4 separate regions of the Mus musculus genome follow, and all the other regions are linked to region 1. Evidence: chromatin contacts called from public HiChIP or PLAC-seq, Micro-C and promoter capture Hi-C data. All regions are on one chromosome and are shown on one strand. Each heading gives the region's core, a stretch centred on a gene start, on an enhancer-like site or on the middle of the called end of the contact. The rest is flanking DNA. Distances are from core to core; before and after follow the strand shown.

Region 1 (2,735 bases), core at 115-2,614:
TATCAGTAATAAGAAACTAAATTTGGACCCAAGACACCAGCCCTTTATAATAACCATGATATATTGTACCACGCTTAGCTAATAGCAAATAATTCAATGATTTTTTCCCTATGCTGACTCTTAGAAATTCAGAGAATCAAAGTATGACTTTAAAATATCAAGTTTCTTGTAATTGCCTAGTATGTTAGAATAATTAATAGGTGTGATTCTCAAGCTCAGATGAGTAAACAGGAGCAAAATGGGAGCCACAATGACAACTCTTCAGTCTCTAATTCTGAGAACCACTTCCACAAAGGCTCCGACTGTGGATTACAGGCATGTTCCCTGTCCCACAGAGATTACCATGATTAGCACTGGTCCATAAAGGGACACAAAAGCTGCAGAGACGCCAGGTCCCCCAAAGGGCCCCTCTGGGACTGTAGCAGCTCACTTGCTCAAGCTCCTTGCTTATTAGTGTGGTGATTCACACAGTGCATTGGGCAAGCCGAGTATGTCACCTAATAGAGAGTATGTTGATACAGCCTTATCTGAGAAGTTACATAATTATGCTAGTGTCAGGATACCATTACAGGAGTCTGAGCCTTAGCGTGAAAGAGGAGTGTATTCCCTAGGAAGTATTACACAAAGAAGGACTGGAGACTCCATTACCCCAAACTAAGCAAGTGACGTAAAATAGCTAAGGACAGAAACTGTGTCCACTTCAAGTTGCGGCTTGGCCGGGCACCTGCTGAAGAATGCTTCCGGGACCCCGACACTAGCCTGCGCTTCCCTGGGAACAGAGGGTTGGTCGGCGCTCAGCAAACTGTCCCCCTAGAGTCCTGGCTGCTTCTTTATTTAGGGTCAAATATGTACAAGCCTTGGACCTCCATTCTCCTTCTCCTCCAAACAGTGCAACTATCTTTCCTCCCACTAGGTTGGAATTCTCTGAAAGAAGCCATACCAGGTCTTCCTCTTTGGAGTCCTCCACCTTCTCTCGACCTCACTCCTGATCCACCCCCACAGTCCCCCAGGATGCGGAAGGAGGTGAGTGAGTAGGGTACCGACCAGGAGTGTCCCCAGCACCTGTCACCTGGCCCACCTGGGCCCTCCCTTCACCCCTTTCCCCAGCCCCACCCACCTTCCCGCCGACAGGCCACCGCCCTCCGGCCTTCAGCCGTGGTCCAATGGCCGTAGGGCAGGGCACGCTTAGCAAGCCGCGGCTCCCGGGCCCCGTCCCCGCCCTGTTCCCGGTTCTCGGTTCCCGAGCCGAGCCCTGCCGCCTTTAAATGCCACCCCAGGCCAACGCACTGCGGCCCTCGCCACCGTCATCCCCTCGCCGCCGCGATCTCCGCGCCGCCCGCCTCCCTTCCCCCTCCCGGGCCTGCGGCCGCGCCAGCCTGGGGCGTGCACGCGCGCCCGTGTGTGCGCGCGCCCGGCTCGGACCCGCGCCCGCCGCCGCGTCCCCGGCGCTCGCTGCAGGAACATGGCGGGGTCGGTGGCCGACAGCGACGCCGTGGTGGTGAGTGCAGCGGCCTCCCGCGAGGCGGGTAGCTCAGAGGGCCGGGGCAAGGACTACGGACCCGCGGTGCCGCGGGAAGCGCGGTACCTGTCAGCCGCCGCGGGGTGCGAGCTCGGGGGGCCCCGGGCGCGGGGCAGGAGGGCGCCGGCCAGGTGCGCGCTGGGCGCGTGTGCGTGCACGTGGGTTAGTGTGGGGCCGCGGTCCCGGCGTCCGGGATTTACCCCTTTGGAAACGGTCCCGCGCCGGGGGCTCCGGAGAGAAGCCGAGCGCTGCCGCTGCACTCCAGCCACGTCCCCGAGGACAGGCCAGGGGGCAGAGACTCCGGGAGCGTTTGTGCTTGGAGAGGGGCCTGCCGCCCACCTACACGGGCTTTGCTTCCCGGGTGGGCCGCGACCTTGAATTTGATCCGGTCTCAAGAGCCTGGGGATCATCAGAGGCTTAGACCGGATGGAAAGGCCGGGTTTTGTTTCGCGGTTATTTAATGGGCTATAAAGAGGCATCATATGTATGTGTGTCTGTGGAGGGCTGCTGGATCACTACAGATTTGTGTTGATTCCTCATCCTTCCATTCACTCCCTAATAAACAAGGGTCTGTGGAAAGCCAATCTGTGTGCTTCTATTTTTAGAAACTTGATGATGGGCACTTAAACAACTCCTTGGGTTCTCCAGTTCAAGCCGACGTGTACTTCCCACGACTGGTAAATCAATGTGCTCCGTGTCTCTGCCTTTATCCTTTTCCCCTCTGGTGCATTTCCTTGCTTTCTAATGGGTCTGATTCTCAGGGCTGAGGGTTTGGCTCGTCTCTAACAGCCCATAAACATCCTGTCTCTCCCCTCTTCCTTTGCAGATAGTTCCATTTTGTGGGCACATTAAAGGTGGCATGAGACCAGGCAAGAAGGTATTAGTGATGGGCATCGTAGATCTCAACCCCGAAAGGTAAGGGCAGAGCCCTGCCATTGCTGAGTCCCGCGGCTGCCTCCTCCCCTTACCCTACTTGCACAGTGTCACTAGTTAGGAGTGCCAAGAAAGTACCATGTTCCCATGAAAAGAATGTGTATCAATCCTAGCCATCATCTCTGCAGATAGCTATTTATATCAGTGATGATAAAAATAGGCCTACAGTTAATCTTTGACCCTTGAGAAGGCCAAAAGACTTCTTTTTTTATGGTTTTGAAACACGGTAGTCGTAACCAAACCTGTTAGAATAAATAAGAACCAAACTTACAAGATGTTTCCC
Region 2 (2,735 bases), core at 100-2,599, 620 kb before region 1:
TGACTGGTGTGAGGTGGAATCTCAGGGTTGTTTTGATTTGCATTTCCCTGATGATTAAGGATGTTGAACATTTTTTCAGGTGCTTCTCTGCCATTCGGTATTCCTCAGGTGAGAATTCTTTGTTCAGTTCTGAGCCCCATTTTTTAATGGGGTTATTTGATTTTCTGAAGTCCACCTTCTTGAGTTCTTTATATATGTTGGATATTAGTCCCCTATCTGATTTAGGATAGGTAAAGATCCTTTCCCAATCTGTTGGTGGTCTTTTTGTCTTATTGACGGTGTCTTTTGCCTTGCAGAAACTTTGGAGTTTCATTAGGTCCCATTTGTCAATTCTCGATCTTACAGCACAAGCCATTGCTGTTCTGTTCAGGAATTTTTCCCCTGTGCCCATATCTTCAAGGCTTTTCCCCACTTTCTCCTCTATAAGTTTCAGTGTCTCTGGTTTTATGTGGTACATCTACACAATGGAGTACTACTCAGCTATTAAAAAGAATGAATTTATGAAATTCCTAGCCAAATGGATGGACCTGGAGGGCATCATCCTGAGTGAGGTAACACATTCACAAAGGAACTCACACAATATGTACTCACTGATAAGTGGATATTAGCCCAAAACCTAGGATACCCAAGATATAAGATACAATTTCCTAAACACATGAAACTCAAGAAAAATGAAGACTGAAGTGTGGACACTATGCCCCTCCTTAGAAGAGGGAACAAAACACCCTTGGGAGGAGTTACAGAGACAAAGTTTGGAGCTGAGATGAAAGGATGGTCCATGTAGAGACTGCCATATCCAGGGATCCACCCCATAATCAGCATCCAAACGCTGACACCATTGCATACACTAGCAAGTTTTTATCGAAAGGACCCAGATGTAGCTGTCTCTTGTGAGACTATGCCGGGGCCTAGCAAACACAGAAGTGGATGCTCACAGTCAGCTAATGGAAAGAGCACAGGGCTCCCAATGGAGGAGCTAGAGAAAGTAGCCAAGGAGCTAAAGGGATCTGCAACCCTATAGGTGGAACATTAGGAACTAACCAGTACCCCGGAGCTCTTGACTCTAGCTGCATATGTATCAAAAGATGGCCTAGTCGGCCATCACTGGAAAGAGAGGCCCATTGGACACGCAAACTTTATATGCCCCAGAACAGGGGAACGCCAGGGCCAAAAAGGGGGAGTGGGTGGGTAGGGGAGTGGGGGTGGGTGGGTATGGGGGACTGTTGGTATAGCATTGGAAATGTAAATGAGCTAAATACCTAATAAAAAATGGAAAAAAAAATTCATGGGGAAAACTTACATTATCTGTAATCCACCACTGACCAGAAGATGGCTCCAAAGAGCAACAAAACTCATGTGCTATTATTAAAGAGTGATGTACTTGTCATGCTAGAAACCTTCCTGTCATTCTGTGAGTCACTTTCATATTCATGTTAAATTGACTAAATGACAAAGTTGACTTGCTAAATTAGTTTATGTAGAATAAATACTCTGATAAAAATCTAAGAAGCAAACACTTGAAATTCGGTGTGAAGATTTTTGTTTTTTAATTATCTTTAATCTTTTTTTTTTTTTTTTACAGTTCAGTCATTATCCCCCTCCCAGTCCACCCTCTGATAGTTCCTCATCCCATTCCTCTCCTGCACCCACCACTACCACCACCACCCCCATCTCCAAGAGGATATCCCCACTCCCACCCTGCCAGGTCTCCCCACGCCCTGGAGTCTCAAGTCCAGGGTTAGGTGCATCTTCTCTCACTGAGGCTAGACCAGACAGTCCTCTGCTGTATATGTGTTGGGGGTCTCGTACCAGCTAGTGTATGCTACCTAGTTGGTGGCTCAGTGTCTGATAGCTCTCAGGGGTCCAGGTAACTTGAGACTGCTGGTCTTCCTATGGGGTCACCCTCCTCCACAACTTCTTCCAGGCTTTCCTCTGATTTCAGTGCATTTATTGGGTGTATCTGCATCTGTCTCAATCTGTTGGGCCTCTTGAAGGGCAGTCATGTTAGGCTCCTGTCTGTAAGATACCATAGCATCAGTAATAGTGTCAGGCCTTGGAACCTCTCCTTGAGATGGATCCCAATTTGGGTTGGTCACTGAACCTCCGTTCCCTCAGTCTCTTCTCCACTTTTGTCCCTGCAGTTCTTTTAGACAGGAACAATTCTGGGTCAGAGTTTTTGACCATGGGATGGCAACCCCATCCCTCTACTTGATGCCCTGTCTTTCTACTGGAGATGGACTCTACAAGTTCCCTCTCCCTACCATTGGGCATTTCATCTAAGGTCCCTCCCTTTGAGTCCTGAGAGTCTCTCATCTCCCAGATCTCTGGCACATTCTAGAGGCTACACACACACACACACACACACACACACACACACACACCTCCCAAGGTTACCTGTTCCCGTTCATAATGCTAATCCTCAGGGCTTCACTCATATTTCCCCTCCCAATACCCGATCTTGTTCCCCCTTTTTCCTCTTCCTCCCTTGTTCCTCCTTCTGTCCTCCCAACCCTGCCCCCAGTGACTGCTTACTTCCCCCTCCCAAATAGGATTGAAGCATCCTCACTAGGGCCCTTTGGCTTATTAACCTTCTTGAGTCCTGTGGATTGTATCCTGGGTAGTCTTTACTTTTTTTGGCTAATATTCACTTATTAGTGAGTACATACCATGCATGTCCTTCTGGATCTGAGTTACCTCACTTATGATGATATTTTCTAGTTCCATATTTATTTTGT
Region 3 (2,735 bases), core at 155-2,654, 570 kb before region 1:
TTTGATTGTGCCTATCACCCTTATGCTAATCATGAGGTAAACCCACTCACTGTGTATGGTTAAAATCCCAAGAGACTATACATTAGAGTATCATGTGGGCCTAGAATACGTGGTTGTATTCTTGAATCAGCCAAGCAGAGAATGCTTCATAGTTGGATAATTTAGGGACTCTGGGGTAGGAGTCTCTGACACCAGAAAGCCAAGGTTATCAGTCAGAAAGGTTTTCTATTGCCCTTAGAATAAAATCCTGAGTCTCCAAAGAGCCCCCCGAGCTCTGATAGTGAGGACCAACCCTCTCTTAGCCCTTTCTCTCCCATAGCTTCCTTTAACAGGAAGGATGTTGGCTTTTAGAAAGATTCTTCTAGCTGCAGTCTGGGAGCCTGGAGATAAAGAGAAGCCATCAGGATAACTTAGGCAATAAATACTTTGCCAAATTCCTGAACTAGGAAAGTGATAGAATGAATAAATCAATTCCAGGAAAAATGTTTATGGGAACTCAGTGCCACACTATACAGCAATAAAAATGAATGACAGCAGACAGCATTAATGAATGTTTCAAAGCAGTGCTGTCTGAACAGAAGCAGGGCACAGAAGTCCATGCACAGTATGACTTCTTTCTGATGAAGTTCAAAGCATGGAAAGGATACAACAAAGCCAATGGCTTGAGAATAATTATCAAGGCAAGGACAAACAAGCGATTATCCCAGGAGTCCAGTTTATGGTCACCTTCACAGAGAAGAGGCATTTGGGGGCATCTGGTTGCTGCTATGGGGGGGTGGTAACTATGTATGTTAGCTGGGCACTAAAATATATAGAAGTGATCTTTGATATCTCTCTCTCTCTCTCCACACACACACACACACACACACACACACATATCCATACTAAGTGTTTTCCTTATGTGTTCTCTGTAATGTTTTATCACAATTTAAAACAAAGTCCAAATATACATTGTTCTACAGAAACAGTTGGCATATACTTAAGAGCAAATGAGAATATGAAGTGCAAGACAAAAGACTTGGAATTAAATAGTCCACAGTTCAAATTGTGATTCTGTTACTTGGTGAACTGGCTTTGAACAAATTATTTAACTTCTTTAGGTCTCCAGTTTTATTAGCAAAACTAATAGAGCTGTTGTTGGGATTAAAGTGATTACCTATCTATTTTTCACCCCTTTCTCACTGATTGGTCAGTCAGTGGATCTCCCTAAAATTGCTAAACTCATAGCACACATTTTGACTTTCTGTACTTTACAAATGACTGTGTGGATTGCTATATCCTGACAGGCCAGGTGGCTTATGTCTCTAACACTGATCAATCAGCCAAGCAGACGATGTTTCAGAGCCCAGGGATTCCCAGGCCTGTCTCACGGTCTTGGCGGCTTCATTAGAATACAGCATGCTAGGTCCCATTTTCAGAGATCTGACTCACAGGCTTGCAGTTACAATTCAAAAATTGCATTTCTCACAAGTGAGAACAAGTTCCCAGGTGATGTCATTTCTGCTGGCTGGGACAACATTTCAAGAAGTACTAATTCACTGAAAATTGAACAAGTTGGAAAATCAGGTGCCTCAGTGAGACAGGAAATTGTTCTCCAGCTTTCCATGCACAGGAGAGAGACTGTTTTTCCAGGCACTCAGGATAAGAGAGAGGCCGAGCCCCTTATAATGGGCTGAGTGTTCTCACACCTACTTTCTCCTGCAGACAGCTCATGTCTGTCCTCTGACACATGGATTGCTTCAAGGGGTCTCTGAGCGCTGTGTTTAGTCCCTGAATTGTTCCAGCAAGGAACTCAGTAATGCCTATGAGAGTTAAGAGAGACTTTCAAAAGAATAATGCCTGAGATACTCAGAGCAGTTAGTTCACAGTTAGCTGCTTCTGTTATAACTTGAACTTTCTTTGAGAAGGTGTCTGTGAATATGAGACGCTACCTCACAACAGAACATGAGACGGTCATGGAATAAGCATATCTGTCCGGAAGGTTAACAGCTTAGGAAAGATGGAACACTTTAATGTTTATAAATATTAAATTTTATGTATATTTATAAATTTCAAGATCATGACCTAAGGCAAAATAAAGTAATTTTATAAAAACAGAACCAAAATTAAGTAGTTTTATAAAACAATCCTGGAGATGGAGCATATAAGTTTCTGGAGCACCTTTTGGGAAACTGAGTTGTGACAGTTTGAAATCTAGCTAGACAGCATTCCAAATGTCAGCAGCGAGCTGGCACGTAGAGGCCGGCTTCTGTGAACAGGCAGCGAGCACATGCCGAGCTTATGACGTGCTTGGCTCTCATTCTTTAAACACATGGTTCTAAAGTTTCTAAACACAGTTGTCTGAACCTTGACTCTGCCTCCCTTGTGACAAGGTGGGGGGATTTATTTTGCAATGCCTCATTAAATATTTTAGGCACTTGCTTTACACATACATATGCAAACACGTGCATGCAAACACATGGGTCCTTTTGAGCAATTTTTTGTTTTGTTTTGGTACAATCTTATTTTTTAGTATTTATATCTCAGCTATTCATTCAAATCATATTTCCATGACTTTTATACCTTATCCTCAGATATTTGTACAAGTTATAAAATTATATAGACTTAAACTATAAACAAATAGGAAAAAGTCTGTACCCACCTATAAACCTCAGCACTCCAAAGTGGAGTCAGAGATAGAGGCAGGATTGCTGGAAGCTTGAAGCCAACCTGGTCTAGTCGGTTCTTAGCCAGGC
Region 4 (2,735 bases), core at 99-2,598, 540 kb before region 1:
GAAGACAGGCAGTCTTACAGGCTTAAATGGTTGGCAAGACTAGCTGTGATTGGGCACACCTCAGGGAGTCCCCAGACGGGTGCCAACGTTCTGGCTTTTAACTTCATCTTTCTTTTGGAGACTTCAAGATCTATCATCAGCATCTTAAGGATAATAAGTCATTTTCACTTTGGCTAGAAAAGTAAACGCCCAATTCCAGCACAAACGTGCCCAGGAGTGGGATTCGAGGCAAGGCGAATAGTGATGGCTCTTTCTGGAGAGCCTTTATTTGGCATTCCCTTCGACGCCCCCAGGCCCTCCTCCTGTTGGTGAGCCACACACATCCCATCCCTTTACTTGATTCTGAAAAGGTTGCCTTAACCCTCCTCAAACCCTAATTGGTGGCAGAGCCTTTGGGTCCTCTTGAGAAGAGCCTGGTGTCCCTGAGGAAGGGGAGTTCAAGGTTTCCTCAACGGGCAAATTCTGGTGGAGTGCAAACACAAGCACACGCTTCGGTTTTCTCACACGCTCGTGGCATCTGCAAACAGCAAGCAGAGACAGACGTGCTTGGCACCGTGCTGCTGCCTGTGCAGCTCCCACGCGTGGGATTCCCGCCTTCGCTTCTGCGCCCGCCTCCCTCGGGCCTCGAACGCCCCGCCCCCTGCCACCTCCGCGTGTCTCATTGGCCAGGTCCTTAGGCAAACTTCGGCTCCGGACTGGCGGCTGTGCCTGTCGCTCTGAGCAGTAGGGACATTTCCGCATTGGGAGGGGGGAAGGAGGGGGAGGGGAGGTGTGTGGCGAAAGTGGGGGCTCCGGTGTCCGGAGGCGGCGGGCTGGAGGGTCAGGGGCTGCGCACGCTGGCGCCAGGCTCCAGGTGTTTGCGTGTGACGGGAGCGGAGGGGAGGTCGCCTCGGCCACGCTCGTGCAGCGTGCGAGACCTGATTCCAGGCCCCCAACTTCTCAGCCCTCGAGGGAATAGGAAGGTGGGTGTCGCTTAAGGGGCGGGCCGGGCTCCGAGCGACCTCCTTGTGGGGTCCTGCTCCGAAAGGCGTGGCCGGGGGCCGACAGTGGGGCGTGGAAGAGTAGGGGGCGGGCGGGCGGGCGGGCGAGGGCGTGTCAGGGAGGGCCAGGCCTCCCGGGGGGTCTGGGCGGCCAGGCCCGGGGGGCAGGGAGGGGGCGAGCCGGGCCCTGGTGTGGAGCGGCTGCGTAGGGGAGGGCGGCCAGTGGAGGCCGCGGGCAGCTGTCTGCCCGAGTGCGGAATTCGCAGCATCTCCGAGTCCCGGCTATTTATGGGCTGGAGAAAAGGTTGCGTTGCCCCTTCGCCGGCCTCCCCGCCTCCCGATCTACACGGGGCGCCAGCAGCTCGCCGCTGGACGGCCGCCGGCGAGGGGCCTCGGGGTGCGGCCGGGGGCCTGCGGCAGTCCTGCCCTAGAGGGCGTGGAGACCGGAGGGCGGTGAAGCGGCTCTAGGTCCGCCTCTCCATTGATGAAATTTAAGTTCGTCTGGTTTTACCTTTTCCGGAGTCTCCAGTCGTCCCCTGTTGGTGTCGGGATCGCTGAGTAGCCTGGAGTTCCCTCCCAAGCTGAGTCGGTCCCACCAAGTTTTCCGTCTTCAGGATTTTTCTTTTTAAAGACTAGTTTTGATTTTTTTTCCCCCCGAATTCTTCTTTAAGTAGTTAAACATCGGAGGAGAAAGAACACTTCGGTTGCAGGGAAGGGAGAGAGACCTTCCTTACAACGTAGATTCTAGAAATTGAAAATTATAAGCCAGATTATTTTAATAAGATCCTAAAATGTCGAGATTTGTACAAGGTAAGACATTTTGCTTTCTGTCTCTTGGCTGCTTCGTCCGATTTTGAATATTGGTAGTCTCTAAGTAAGTGGGTAGTTTGTAACTGGAAGTGTTCATTTGTGATACCGTTTGCCAGACCTTTTTGGTTAAATTGGTATTTAAGCTGCTTTGCGCCACTTATTGGGTTGGCATTTCATATACGTGTTTGTATGCCTCTGCGCCCTGCAGGGGTTATTTCTACCTTCTAAAATCAGTTTTAATAGTATTCTGACATCGTGGATAGTAATTGTAAAAATCAAAACAGGATTTTTGACTGCTGATTAATTCTTGTTCCCTTCTTGCACTCGATGATAAGTTAGTTATCTTTGTGGGACAAGGAAACCCAGAGGGCTAGGGACAGGCAGATGCGTTTGTCAAGACTAGTAGGAAGCTCTCCACTTCTTTTCTGTGTGTACGTGGATTGAGTCTCAGAGTAATTTATTGCGAAATCAGTAGTTTGTAGACACTGGAGGTCATACCAGTCAGAGAAATGACTTTGCTGCAGTGCTCTTAGCTTTTTCTTTTTTAATATAGAAAGATTATGCTTTCTTTAAATTTGAAAATTACCATTCAAATCTGTATATGTGTAAATAATGCATTTAGCAAATACCCCTCAACCAAGCTGTAGTATTGCAATTGGGTGCTGCCTTAAACTTCTGTCACAAAACTGTATAGAGTTTGCCTATAAGAAGCCTTTCCTTCCAGACCCCAGTGTGTGAAAGCTTCAGCCATCTTGCTTAATACATGCAGTAAAGTTTGCAACCGCTTCACGTGATCCTCAGTGACTGTCCATGCACCTTTCCCCTTTCCTTTTAAAGTTATGCTAGGGATGTCCATCATTTGACCCTGGAAATGAAAATGCCATACAGGCTTATGCCCCACTTTACTAACTCTTAAGTTTTTCATATTAGATTAAAGGAATCTGC

What was found. Promoter capture Hi-C pulls out the DNA fragments that hold promoters and counts their contacts. Hi-C and Micro-C count contacts between places; a contact is called where the count stands out from the background. HiChIP or PLAC-seq counts read pairs in DNA pulled down with a chosen protein or histone mark.
Region 2: an H3K4me3 HiChIP or PLAC-seq map of bone marrow-derived macrophages shows a contact between it and region 1, with 5 times the contacts expected there. The contact joins the enhancer-like site here to the promoter of Lgalsl in region 1. A contact is called at or near these places in 11 of 39 promoter capture datasets (the C10 cell line, the HPC-7 cell line, HPC-7-derived erythroid cells and 7 more), 1 of 484 Hi-C or Micro-C datasets (bone marrow-derived macrophages), 9 of 115 datasets of contacts at active chromatin or transcription factors (the NIH/3T3 cell line, bone marrow-derived macrophages, cardiomyocytes and 4 more) and 2 of 9 other capture datasets (adipose tissue and liver).
Region 3: a promoter capture Hi-C map of hematopoietic stem and progenitor cells shows a contact between it and region 1, with 2.5 times the contacts expected there. The contact joins the enhancer-like site here to the promoter of Lgalsl in region 1. A contact is called at or near these places in 6 of 39 promoter capture datasets (the C10 cell line, embryonic stem cells, hematopoietic stem and progenitor cells and 3 more), 3 of 115 datasets of contacts at active chromatin or transcription factors (SST interneurons, bone marrow-derived macrophages and embryonic stem cells) and 1 of 9 other capture datasets (adipose tissue).
Region 4: a contact with region 1 is called in a Micro-C map of embryonic stem cells, with 5 times the contacts expected there. The contact joins the promoter of Ugp2 here to the promoter of Lgalsl in region 1. A contact is called at or near these places in 2 of 39 promoter capture datasets (embryonic stem cells and hippocampal neurons), 4 of 484 Hi-C or Micro-C datasets (all in embryonic stem cells), 4 of 115 datasets of contacts at active chromatin or transcription factors (astrocytes, bone marrow-derived macrophages, memory CD8 T cells and 1 more) and 2 of 9 other capture datasets (adipose tissue and liver).

What each region holds. Positions count from the first base shown.
Region 1 is chr11:20,829,737-20,832,471 of GRCm38.p6, reverse strand. Lgalsl (lectin, galactoside binding-like) reads left to right here and starts at 1,364. Exons shown (of 5, transcript NM_173752.4): 1 at 1,364-1,498; 2 at 2,125-2,196; 3 at 2,346-2,434. The coding sequence starts at 1,463.
Region 2 is chr11:21,452,530-21,455,264 of GRCm38.p6, reverse strand. No RefSeq gene overlaps it. Among named protein-coding and RNA genes, the nearest start is that of 4932414J04Rik, 57 kb to the left of the region's middle. Within about 2 kb of position 1,349, at least 7 of the 459 cell types and tissues checked have an H3K27ac peak or open chromatin away from gene starts, as enhancers often do. A contact at or near this core is called in bone marrow-derived macrophages, where this site is marked.
Region 3 is chr11:21,398,215-21,400,949 of GRCm38.p6, reverse strand. No RefSeq gene overlaps it. Among named protein-coding and RNA genes, the nearest start is that of Ugp2, 29 kb to the right of the region's middle. Within about 2 kb of position 1,404, at least 58 of the 459 cell types and tissues checked have an H3K27ac peak or open chromatin away from gene starts, as enhancers often do. A contact at or near this core is called in adipose tissue and pre-B cells, where this site is marked.
Region 4 is chr11:21,369,242-21,371,976 of GRCm38.p6, reverse strand. Ugp2 (UDP-glucose pyrophosphorylase 2) reads left to right here and starts at 1,348. Exons shown (of 10, transcript NM_139297.6): 1 at 1,348-1,790. The coding sequence starts at 1,772.